Regions from separate parts of the Sus scrofa genome. Here regions 1 and 2 are each linked to region 3. A link is a contact called in public Hi-C and HiChIP or PLAC-seq data. All regions are on one chromosome and are shown on one strand. The core of a region is the stretch at or near the end of the contact, and the rest is flanking DNA. Distances in the headings are between cores, read along the strand shown.

The links. A called contact is a pair of places that touch in the nucleus more often than the background predicts. HiChIP or PLAC-seq counts read pairs in DNA pulled down with a chosen protein or histone mark.
Region 1: an H3K27ac HiChIP or PLAC-seq map of skeletal muscle shows a contact between it and region 3, with 11 times the contacts expected there. The contact joins two enhancer-like sites. A contact is called at or near these places in 5 of 47 Hi-C or Micro-C datasets (brain, embryonic fibroblasts, psoas muscle and 2 more) and 1 of 2 datasets of contacts at active chromatin or transcription factors (skeletal muscle).
Region 2: a contact with region 3 is called in a Hi-C map of skeletal muscle, with 6 times the contacts expected there. The contact joins two enhancer-like sites. A contact is called at or near these places in 4 of 47 Hi-C or Micro-C datasets (fetal heart ventricle, heart right ventricle and skeletal muscle) and 1 of 2 datasets of contacts at active chromatin or transcription factors (skeletal muscle).

Annotation. Positions count from the first base shown.
Region 1 is chr1:105,955,717-105,959,161 of Sscrofa11.1, reverse strand. No RefSeq gene overlaps it. Among named protein-coding and RNA genes, the nearest start is that of TXNL1, 56 kb to the left of the region's middle. Within about 2 kb of position 1,846, at least 5 of the 83 cell types and tissues checked have an H3K27ac peak or open chromatin away from gene starts, as enhancers often do. A contact at or near this core is called in skeletal muscle, where this site is marked.
Region 2 is chr1:105,847,716-105,850,725 of Sscrofa11.1, reverse strand. No RefSeq gene overlaps it. Among named protein-coding and RNA genes, the nearest start is that of TXNL1, 160 kb to the left of the region's middle. Within about 2 kb of position 1,280, at least 13 of the 83 cell types and tissues checked have an H3K27ac peak or open chromatin away from gene starts, as enhancers often do. A contact at or near this core is called in skeletal muscle, where this site is marked.
Region 3 is chr1:105,325,924-105,329,455 of Sscrofa11.1, reverse strand. No RefSeq gene overlaps it. Among named protein-coding and RNA genes, the nearest start is that of TCF4, 250 kb to the right of the region's middle. Within about 2 kb of position 1,580, at least 9 of the 83 cell types and tissues checked have an H3K27ac peak or open chromatin away from gene starts, as enhancers often do. A contact at or near this core is called in skeletal muscle, where this site is marked.

The sequences.
Region 1 (3,445 bases), core at 597-3,096, 630 kb before region 3:
GAGAGACACTCTCCCTGCAGGAGGAGGAGAATGTGGCGAGTGCATGGACCCCACAGCCAGCCTGCCCCAGCACCAGGCCAACTCCCATGGTGCCAGGGAGCCCTGTGGGCTCCCATGAACCTAGGCTGTTAGTTCACCCTTGTACCTCCTGACTCTAGCAGCCCCAGGCAGCTCCTGTGGCCCACAGTTCCCAGTGGGCTCTAACACCCCTAGGCTCCCATCCATCTCAGCGCCCTCTGACTTGGGTAGTCCCAGGCACCCAATGGGCTCCCAGGACCCCAGGCTCCTGGCCAACCCTGGTGGTGACTGGCTCCTGTGAACTCATGCTCCCAGCCCAGCCCAGCCCAGCACCTGGCTAAGTGCCAGGAATATAGGCATTTATTCCACCCCTGTGCTAAGCCAGCCCCCATGGCCCCAATCTCAAGGCAGCTCCCATGGACACAGCATGCTGGTCACCCCAGTGGCAAACCATAATTCAGATAGAATTTTCAGGCCTAGGCTCTAGGCTCTTCTTAGCTTTGAGTTGGTCTCTGTGACTTCAAGTGCTAGGCCTGCCCCACCTGCTGACCCAGGCACCAGACCTGTTTTCCCCAAAGATGCCAGCATCAAGCTCCACCCTTCACCCCCAGACCCCCGACCTGACCCACCCAAAATAGACGACACCCTATGGCCCATCCAGGATCTCTGCACCAGCTGACTGGTAAAGGGCTTTGCCCTGGAATTAAATAAATTGTATATTATGCTTATTTAAGAATACATTAAATATATACATTTAACCTCCCCACCCCCCAAACCCCAGAACTAATCAATAAAGCCGCTTTGATTTTTTTGAGGTAGCGATTGGATATACCTTTTACAATTACTTTCCTGTTTACCAGAACCCAGTGAGCAGACTCGGTTGGAATTTTGCCTTTATTATCAGGACAGGGATGTATTGCCATCTTACAAGGTGCACCGTCGGGAGAGAGCCACAGTTCTGATTCCGCCTATGCTCACTGCAAAGCAGCAGTCTGCCAGCGTGTCAGAGCTGGCACAGCGGCTCCCCCATGCCCGGGAATCCGGTGCTGAGCAGGGATTAGAATGCCAGCATCTGATGCACGGGGTTGCTTCCTGCTCCCCCTTGGAGTCCTGACAAGAAATGACCTTGTTCAATCCTGCTGAGCTTCCTAGATTTACTGGGCTTATAGCAACACATGGGAAGGAGATTATGTTTATTTTTAAAACACACAAAAAAATGCAACCTTCCCAAGGCCTTTGCGGTGCTTGTGTGCAACAACACAAGTGCACACACACATGCAATGTATGTATAATCACTTCTAATTAACTTCAGCTCTTCCTGCAAAACTAAGTGTGAAGTCTTAAAGACTTGTCAGCTTCTCTGCCTGTGAAATTTATCTACTTCTAATTGTGAATAACAATACATTCAAGGTTAGCTATAAATGACTCAGATTTCACAGGAATCCAGTCTAAAAACCACATTTGAAGATGAATTCATTTCTGCAAAACATTTTTATAGTATGTTTCCAGATCAAAATGCAATTATTTATGCTTATCCAAAATGCCCTTTTTTTCCCCTCGAGGATTTTTTTTTCAAAATCTAAAAAATTAAATTTCATCAATTTTAAAATAAGCCCAGATATAAAACATATAAAGCAGGAAAGATGCCTAAAACAAAGATGAGTATATTATTATAGAGGATGGGAAAATATATTCAGTTTACACTTTTACAACTATAAATATTCAAAGAGCAGATGTTAACTAAGGTTAGGAATGTCCCCCACCTTGTCAGCAGCTCTGAGTACTCTGAGCACTTCCAGACCTCACCACTAGATGTCAGGAACAGCCCGATGAAATATACTAACCCATCCCTCCTAAGTAGAGTGGGTTACAGAACCTTTTAAAGTTTTTCCTGATTCTGTAGTTAATTTGGATAGGAAGTAATTTCCTTCGGGGGTTTGTGTCAAAATATTCACTGTGGGTTAATTTTAAGTAAGATATTAGAAACTATTAGAAAATGTGATCTGTTATCAAATCTGGGAAATGATCCTTTTAAAGCTCCAGGAATGTCTCCAGGGAAATCTTATGCCACGTGGAGCTGCACTGAAAACTGCCCTGTACTAAGGTTAGCTCCCGCCACAGCCACGCCAGAACTGAGCTCATCTGCGACCTACACCACAGCTCACGGCAACGAGACCAGGGATCAAACTCGCAACCTCATGGTTCCTAGTCGGATTCATTTACGCTGCTCCACTTCGGGAACTACTCCTTGCCTTTTGAAATAGGAATGGGCATGTCACCTGTGCAGTCACCAAGAATTCATGCAATTATGCAAGGATTTTGCATAAAACTAGGCCAGTGAAAGAAACAGTAAAGGAGGAGGGCCTTGCTGATCAGCTGAGAAGTTTTGACTTGAGACTTTGAGATCAACCCATTGAAGTAATTGCAGAAGACTAGATGTGATGAGTTGAAGTTTAGAAAGAGAGAATTCGATTCAATATAAGGAAGAACTTCCTAAAAATAAAGTAGCCCACCATCTAAACACAGCGCCTTAGAGAAACAGTGAGGTCCTCATCCCTGGAAAGATTTAAGGATCGACAGAGATCCTTAGGGGCCCAGAGAGAATCTCTATTTGTGGTGGCACGTGGGATTAAGTGGCCTCCAAGAGTGTCAGAGCCACAGGTCCACACTCAGTGATGTCCATCATTTAACCAGCAAGAAAGCAGCAGGAAAAAAGTTGAGAATGTGTGCATAGGTAAAAGAAATAAATGTTCGCAGTACCTAATCAAGGAAAATTGGGTTTTTGAAGCCCCATAGGGGAATGGTGATGGTTGTGCCTGTTTGTGGGACTCTGCCTGGGAAATACCGGCAAGAAGGAACTATTCAACTTTTGTGCTGCCAGCCTCTGATTCCCCTGTCTTCTTCATCCCTTGTCCTCTTTTAACCAAAAGTTGATCTTTTCTCATTTTAGGACCACACCTGAGGCGAATGGAAGTTCCCAGGCTAGGGGTCAAATCGCAGGCCTACACCACAGCCACAGCAACACAAGATCCAAGCCCCACCTGCAATCCAGCTTGCAGCAACGCCGTATCCTTAACCCACTGAGCGAGGCTAGGGATTGAACCTGCATCATCATGGGTACTAGTCAGGTTCTTGACCTGCTGAGCCACAATGGGAACTCTGCAAAAGCTGATCTTGACTCAGTCTTTAAAAAGTAAATCTTGGGGTAATTTAAGTGGCAATCCTCCCAATAGGTTGCATTTTATTAGGGAACAATGTCTGTGGGCTAAACTAGAAGAATAAAAGTTAGTCTGGGGTTGGAAGGCCTCAGCTGGCCTGAAGGGGAGGAAATAAGCCCTTGTTTGACCTTGTAACAGTTGCCTTTTCTGCCAAGAGGATAAGCCCCAGAGTATGGCTGGCCCTTGAAGTATATCACATGAACTCCGGA
Region 2 (3,010 bases), core at 31-2,530, 520 kb before region 3:
CAGAAAAGAAAATCATGGGCATGGAGAACAGACTTGTGGTTGCCAAGGGGGCGGGGGAGGGAGTGGGATGGACTGGGAATTTGGGGTTAATAGATGCAAACTATTGCCTTGGGAATGGATAAGCAATGAAATCCTTCTGTATAGCACTGGAAACTATACCTGGTCACTTATGATGGAGCATGATAATATGAGAAAAAAGAATGTATACATGTATGTGTAACTGGGTCACCTTGATATACAGTAGAAAATTGACAGAACACTGTAAACCAGCTATAATGGAAAAAATAAAAATCATTATTAAAAAAAAAAAGAAAGAAATGGGTCGATGGATGACCCATGAAGCCTTATGGGGAGTTACTGCTGGATATCCTCTTTTCCTGCAAAGACCCACTTGGACTGCAGTGAGAACTTCACAGTGGCTTGTCTTACAATAAGATCACTTTAAAATAGAGCATTTTGGGAGTTCCTGTTGTAGTTCAGTGGAAATGAAACTGACTAGTATCCATGAGGATGCGGGTTCAGTCCCTGGCCCTACTGGATCTGGTGTTGCTGTGATCTGTGGTGTAGGTCACAGATCACAGCAGATCCTGAGTTGCTGTGGCTGTGGTGTAGGTCAGCAGCTACAGCTCTGATTCGACCCCTAGCCGGGGAACCTTCATATATTGAGGGTGCAGCCCTAAAAAGCAAAATGAAATGAAATGAAATAAAATAGAGCATTTTGAGTACACTGTCTGTTACCCAGATTGGGTTGCTACTGGAGAAGGATGGACTTTGTCATGGCTTCTGCTGCCACATCCACACAATGACAGAGAGGCAGCCGTGGGGTTGTTTTGGAGAAACCCCTTTCTAAGGACTCGGAGGAAGTGAGCCAGGCATTTGTAACACAAACCAGTGACTCAAGAAGGAACAGGAAAGGACAATCACAAGTTTCCTAGCCTGGGACACAGAAAACGTAAAAACAAGGTCACATGTCCCACCATGAAGAAAGGAGTCTCTGAAAAGGGAGGAAAAAACCCAGCCAAATATAACTCCACATAAAGATGATCAGAAAAACATCCTCGCTCGTTTGACAACCAACCAAGAATAACATATGAGTTCATCGAGCTCCAAAAGGGAAGAGAAAAGATAGAGGCATTAGCCAGCTAATTTAAAAATCAAGAAGTGCCTTTCTCATCATCATGCAGAGGAATGTTCGAGAACAGATCCTTATAGAGTAGCACTAACCCCCTGAAGCGGAGTTTCCTGTAGGGACCAAGCAGCTGCATCTTTGATGACTCCTTGGATATTAGCAAAACACTTGCTAAAAATAGATGAACATCAACAAGTCATAAATAAGGGAACAGGAGTGGGAAACTCCATACAAAAGGTGAGTGGGCAAGAACAAAGACATCCTTTTCTGCCAAGGCAATTATCACGTGCAGCAGCAAAGCATGAATCACTGAGTCATTTCGAAGTTCAAGTGCCAAATAAGAATAAAAGTCCTATGCAGGAAACTGTCACATAGCAGGGCACTGGAGGCAAGCTGCTCCCCTAGTATCTGTTTCTAGCACTCCATTTTATGGAGTGGAAAGTAAGCATGACAGTGACAGAAGCTCTGAGGGTATTATAATGGCCAGGTGGCAAGGAAGTACCCGGGCTGTCAGTCTGGTGTTTTAGCGACATCAGTTCTTCCCCTGTTTAAGCTCTGTTTAAGTTTCCTTTACTGGCAGGGAAGCCATCAGAATCTCTACCTTGATTTCTCTCGGGGAGGTGGGAGACCAGCTTCTCAGGTCTTGTGTGTGAACAAGTTGGAGCATATCAATTTGGACCGCACTAAATCAGATACATGTGGTTTTCTCAAAATAAGCCAAATCCGCGCTGATCAGTTTCTGCTCTTCCTTTCTGTTCAGTTTCAATCCATTTAAACTCTGAACAGTCTGTACTTATTAAGTACCATGTGTACATGGTGTAGGGCTTGGCTCTACCCATAATACATCAAAGCAAATAAGCACAGCCCTCCTTCTAGTAAGTCCTGGTTCAAGGAGGCTTTGCCATGAGCAGATGGAAAGCTACTGCAGCTACGCCCACCAGTTTAGGTAATTCTTGCCTAACACAGAAAGCATCTCATCTGATGTCCCAAAGAAAACTGCTGTCCGACTCCACAAAGACACCATATAATTCCTAAACTGCAACCTAGCAAATAACTCTTAAACAAATCAAAGTATCTGTAGAAACACACAACTCTTTTAAGAAAGTTTATGTAAAAATACATCCTCATGGGAGTTCCTGTTGTGGCTCAGTGGTAACGAACCCAACTAATAACTATGAGGATGTGGGTTTGATCCCTGGCCTGGCTCAGTGGGTTGTGGATCCAGAGTTGCCCTGAGCTGTGGTGGTGTAGGTTGCAGACACAGTTCAGATCCTGCGTTGCTGTGGCTGTGGTATAGGTTGGCAGTTGTAACTCTGATTTGACCCCTAGCCTGGGAACCTTCATATGCTGCGGGTGTGGCCCAAAAAAGCAAAAAAAAAAAGGCATCCTCATGTCATTTGGTAAGTCCTTAACCTATATATCAGTGACCAAATTACTGAAATAAAATAGTTAAGCCAGGGTAATTTTAGTGAGAGAAAGCGGGATTCCCACAGCCCCTACCCATAGGTTTATTTATTTATTGCTTTGTTCTATGGGGATTTTGCAAGTCCTTGTGATTTATGAATTGCTGCTGGTTCATTCAAGCAGATTCCTTTCTATACATCAGAGCACTTGTGCAAGACCACCTGGGCAACGTGATTCATTCTTCGTTAAACAGAGATTTTGATAAAGAGATTCTTCTATCCTCTTATACTGCAGATGGCAAAACATCCCTTTTACACATTGTTTTCTGAGTTGACACTCAGTCAAATGTGCCTCATTCTGCCCTGATTCCTGCCACCAAGCTCCCAACAGTGGGTCTGGGGCTGGTGTTTGGAAGGAACAGTATGTGTTGAATGAACATGGTGCAAAGGGGCTGAAGAACTTGGAGCCTTTTCTGTT
Region 3 (3,532 bases), core at 331-2,830:
TATTAATTTAAAAGTCATAAATAAAAATATCTGGTTTGGGAGCCACGTGCTAGAATTTCATAAATGATCCCGTCTAAAAATTGTTATGGGTGAGCAATAAATCCCTAGAAAATGATGCTTATATTTGAAATAGAAATGTCACCAGAGCCTTAAATATAGCTGTGCAACCTGACTCTATTACTGTGCGGCAAAGTCATGTTTGTAATTGATTTTGACTGTCCCTCCTTCAATGTGTGCTGAGTTTGGTGGCCCTGGACAGGATTTTTGTTTTCATTTTAAATCCTAATTTTAGTCTAATTAGATTAATCTGTAAATCAGTGTTCTCCACTTAAAATTTTTCCATACCCATCTTTTTCTTCTAAGAGTAGCTGAGTGTGTTCTTGGAGTATTTTAACAGAAGTAATGGATTTCAATAGTTGTTGCAACAGTTCTTGGAACTCTTACATCTTCCAGTTGTACACAGATGATGAAAGGTAAAAATGAAATCTCCAATTTTTTATTTATACAGAGCTGAACTACTGATTGATAGGGCACTGATGGACATTCTACAGTTGTTATGAAACCATGTGTTAACATTATTTATCAAAGTAATAATGGGATGGTAATTGTGGTCTTTCTTATGGTAGAGAAGTAAGCAACCCAAACAGATACACCTACTTAATGACTTTAGCATCCAGCATTCAAAATCCAGTTAATAATTTGTTGCTTAAGACATATATAGAAACAGAAGTGCAGCCTGTCGATAATACAATGATTACTGTATTTGGCAGAATGGATTCCAGGTTTAATTCCAAGCTTAAGAAATTAACTTACAAATGATTTCAGAGATTCTACCAGAATGAGAAAACAACAGAACTACGTTTAACCCTTAAGCTGGCAGTCTATGGTAGGAACACTGCCAGCTATAAAAAATAATAATCAGAGGCCCATGAACTGCTCTTTTAAAATGGTTACATTAAAACCCAGACACCTGTAGTTTTACTAGTTGCTAAAACGGCTTGTAATTGCACATGCATGAAGCAGATGTGTAACCAGAGCTGTAGTAACTGGTTTCTATTAGACAAACACAGGTGAATGGTGAGCAGAAGGAGGAATGGAAAACTGAGATTTGTAAAGTTAAAATCTAACATTTGAGATTGCATGTAAACTTTGAAAACACTTTTTATTAACTATATATTGGCCTGTCTCTTGACTGCTTTTAAATCATGAATATTGACATTTCCCCAAATGGTCTGCTTAAGTATGGACAAGATAATAATGATGAACATTTATCCCCTAAGACATGCTCTTCAAAATACTAGTCTTACTGAAATGACTGCCAATGCTATATAGGAAACTTTTCAACAGACTTGAATTTTTTAGGGTTTTTTTTTTTTTTTTCTTTCTTTCCAGGTGTTTCTTTAAACAACATTGCTTGAAGGTCTTATATATATATATAAAAAAAATCAACATTAAAGGATATTTCCAGAAATTCAGTCTCTCAAAAAACACGAACTAGGGCCTTGATTCTTGCCTCCTGGAGTTTGGTTGTTATGAAATTTACAGTACGGTGTGTCAGCTCATCTGGGACTGAGTCACGCAGCCAGGGACACAGAGCGCAGAGGAAGTCATGTGAACCATTGCACAAATACATTTTTGTCAGCGTTTGGTTGGAGAGCTGGGACTCAGCTGAACTTTAGGGGATTGAATTTTAGTCCAAATGTTCCAAAATTCTGGTTTACAACAACATCTGGGGTGGTGGAGAGTGGATCGCTCATTTTGGAATTCCTTAGAAAGGAAAAATGAAATGCAGACAATAATGACATTCAACAAGAGCTGTCCTTCCAGAAATCCTCATCACACCTGGGATGGAACCTTTGAGCCAATGTTTCCTTTCAGATGTCTTAGAAAAAGGCGTGCAAACAGAATGAATGAGTTGGAGCACACAGGCGTCTCTGTGAAAACCTCTCTGAATTGAGAAGGAAAACAGGATATGTGTTCATGCTCCCATAACTCATCAGGAAAACTCATTCCAAGTCATTCCCAGGGATGATCTCCTCCCCCAGAAGACCTTATCTTTCCACATTTTTTCCATTCTGAAAACATATTTTTAAAAAACTCAAAAGTCTTTCTTGGAATGGAAATTCAGCCTCTTGCAGAATGTGAATGAATGACATGTTGACCTGAAGGTGCACATGGTATTTTTAAAGGGCTACGTGGCTATTCATTTTGGAGCCCCATCGGTTCTCTGGACTCAAATCATTCCTCTGAGACTAAGTGCCGTTGATGACGATGATGTTGAGGTGCAGAAAGAACCTGCTAAGTCTTCAGACTGGAGCAGAAACAGCCAACAGATTCAACAGGGCAAAACTCTTTGGATAATACAAAGCCATTTTGGATATTTCCACTATATCTGTTAAATATTCATCTATACCCTGACAACTATACTCTTGTTCCAGGAACTTGAAATTACTGGGTCTTTAAATTATTCCCAAAGCATAAACTGAGCACTCCTAGAAGTGTAGGAATTCCTTCAGACTAATGGTATACCATTTACTACATGATTGTTCTATAGTCTATTGGTGAGTGACAGAACTAAAAAAAAATGTCACCTTCCCATGTTTTAAGGTTGTGTATGCATTCTATTTCATGAGACCATGTAGGGCAACAGTTCTCAAACTTGGTTGTACATTAGGATGACAATTAAACTTTATTAAAATGTTTCTGCATTTTAATGGAATGGGCCTCAACCCCAGATTTGCATTTAGCTGGTGAGAGGACTCAACATCTGAAACACTTCCCAAAAGGTATATCTACTGATAATTTGCAATATGTAACCAGAACCAAAAAATCCTGATGAGGAGCTAATATCAAAACTCTGCACATGCACACTTGCAAAATAAAATTTAAAGACCCATGAAAATGGAGGGTTATTGAGCTCATTGCTGCTATGTAGGTCCTTACTGGCTTGTATGTTTAAAATATGCAGGAATTGGGGGACAATCAAGAGCAGAGAAAACAGTAGGCAATTTAAGGATGGCTTCTAAAATTCACTGTGCTGGTGGCTCTCTTCCTGTCCCGCAGATGATACTGTGATAGCCAGAAGTCACCATGATGGCAACTGGTTCTCAGGAAGTTTCTAGGAAGGTTTTCTCTTAAATAGTCCAGAAAGTATATTTCTAATACCTCTAGCAATGACTGGCAGATTGCGCTCAAGAGAGTCATGGAACATGGGTGTCACCAAAATGGATAAAACTATTGCCCAAATAGAACTGGATAAGGCTTCTTCTCTCCAAATAATCACACAATCAAAGCCACCCAGATTTGAAATATTCGTTACCTTCTGTCAGCTGATGTCCATTTCAAGTCTCTATCAAGAATAAGAAACCCCAGGTGTCCTACTAACTTCAAGAGAAAAGTTTAATGTCTCATTATGTTCTCCTTGCTTGAGGGGTAAGTTTCAAGTGTTTCATGGAGGATTTTGTTTTGCTTGTGGTACATGGTAACCACTTATGAAGCATTTGTCCCCCATTCTAGAGTTGTGAGGAAAAGA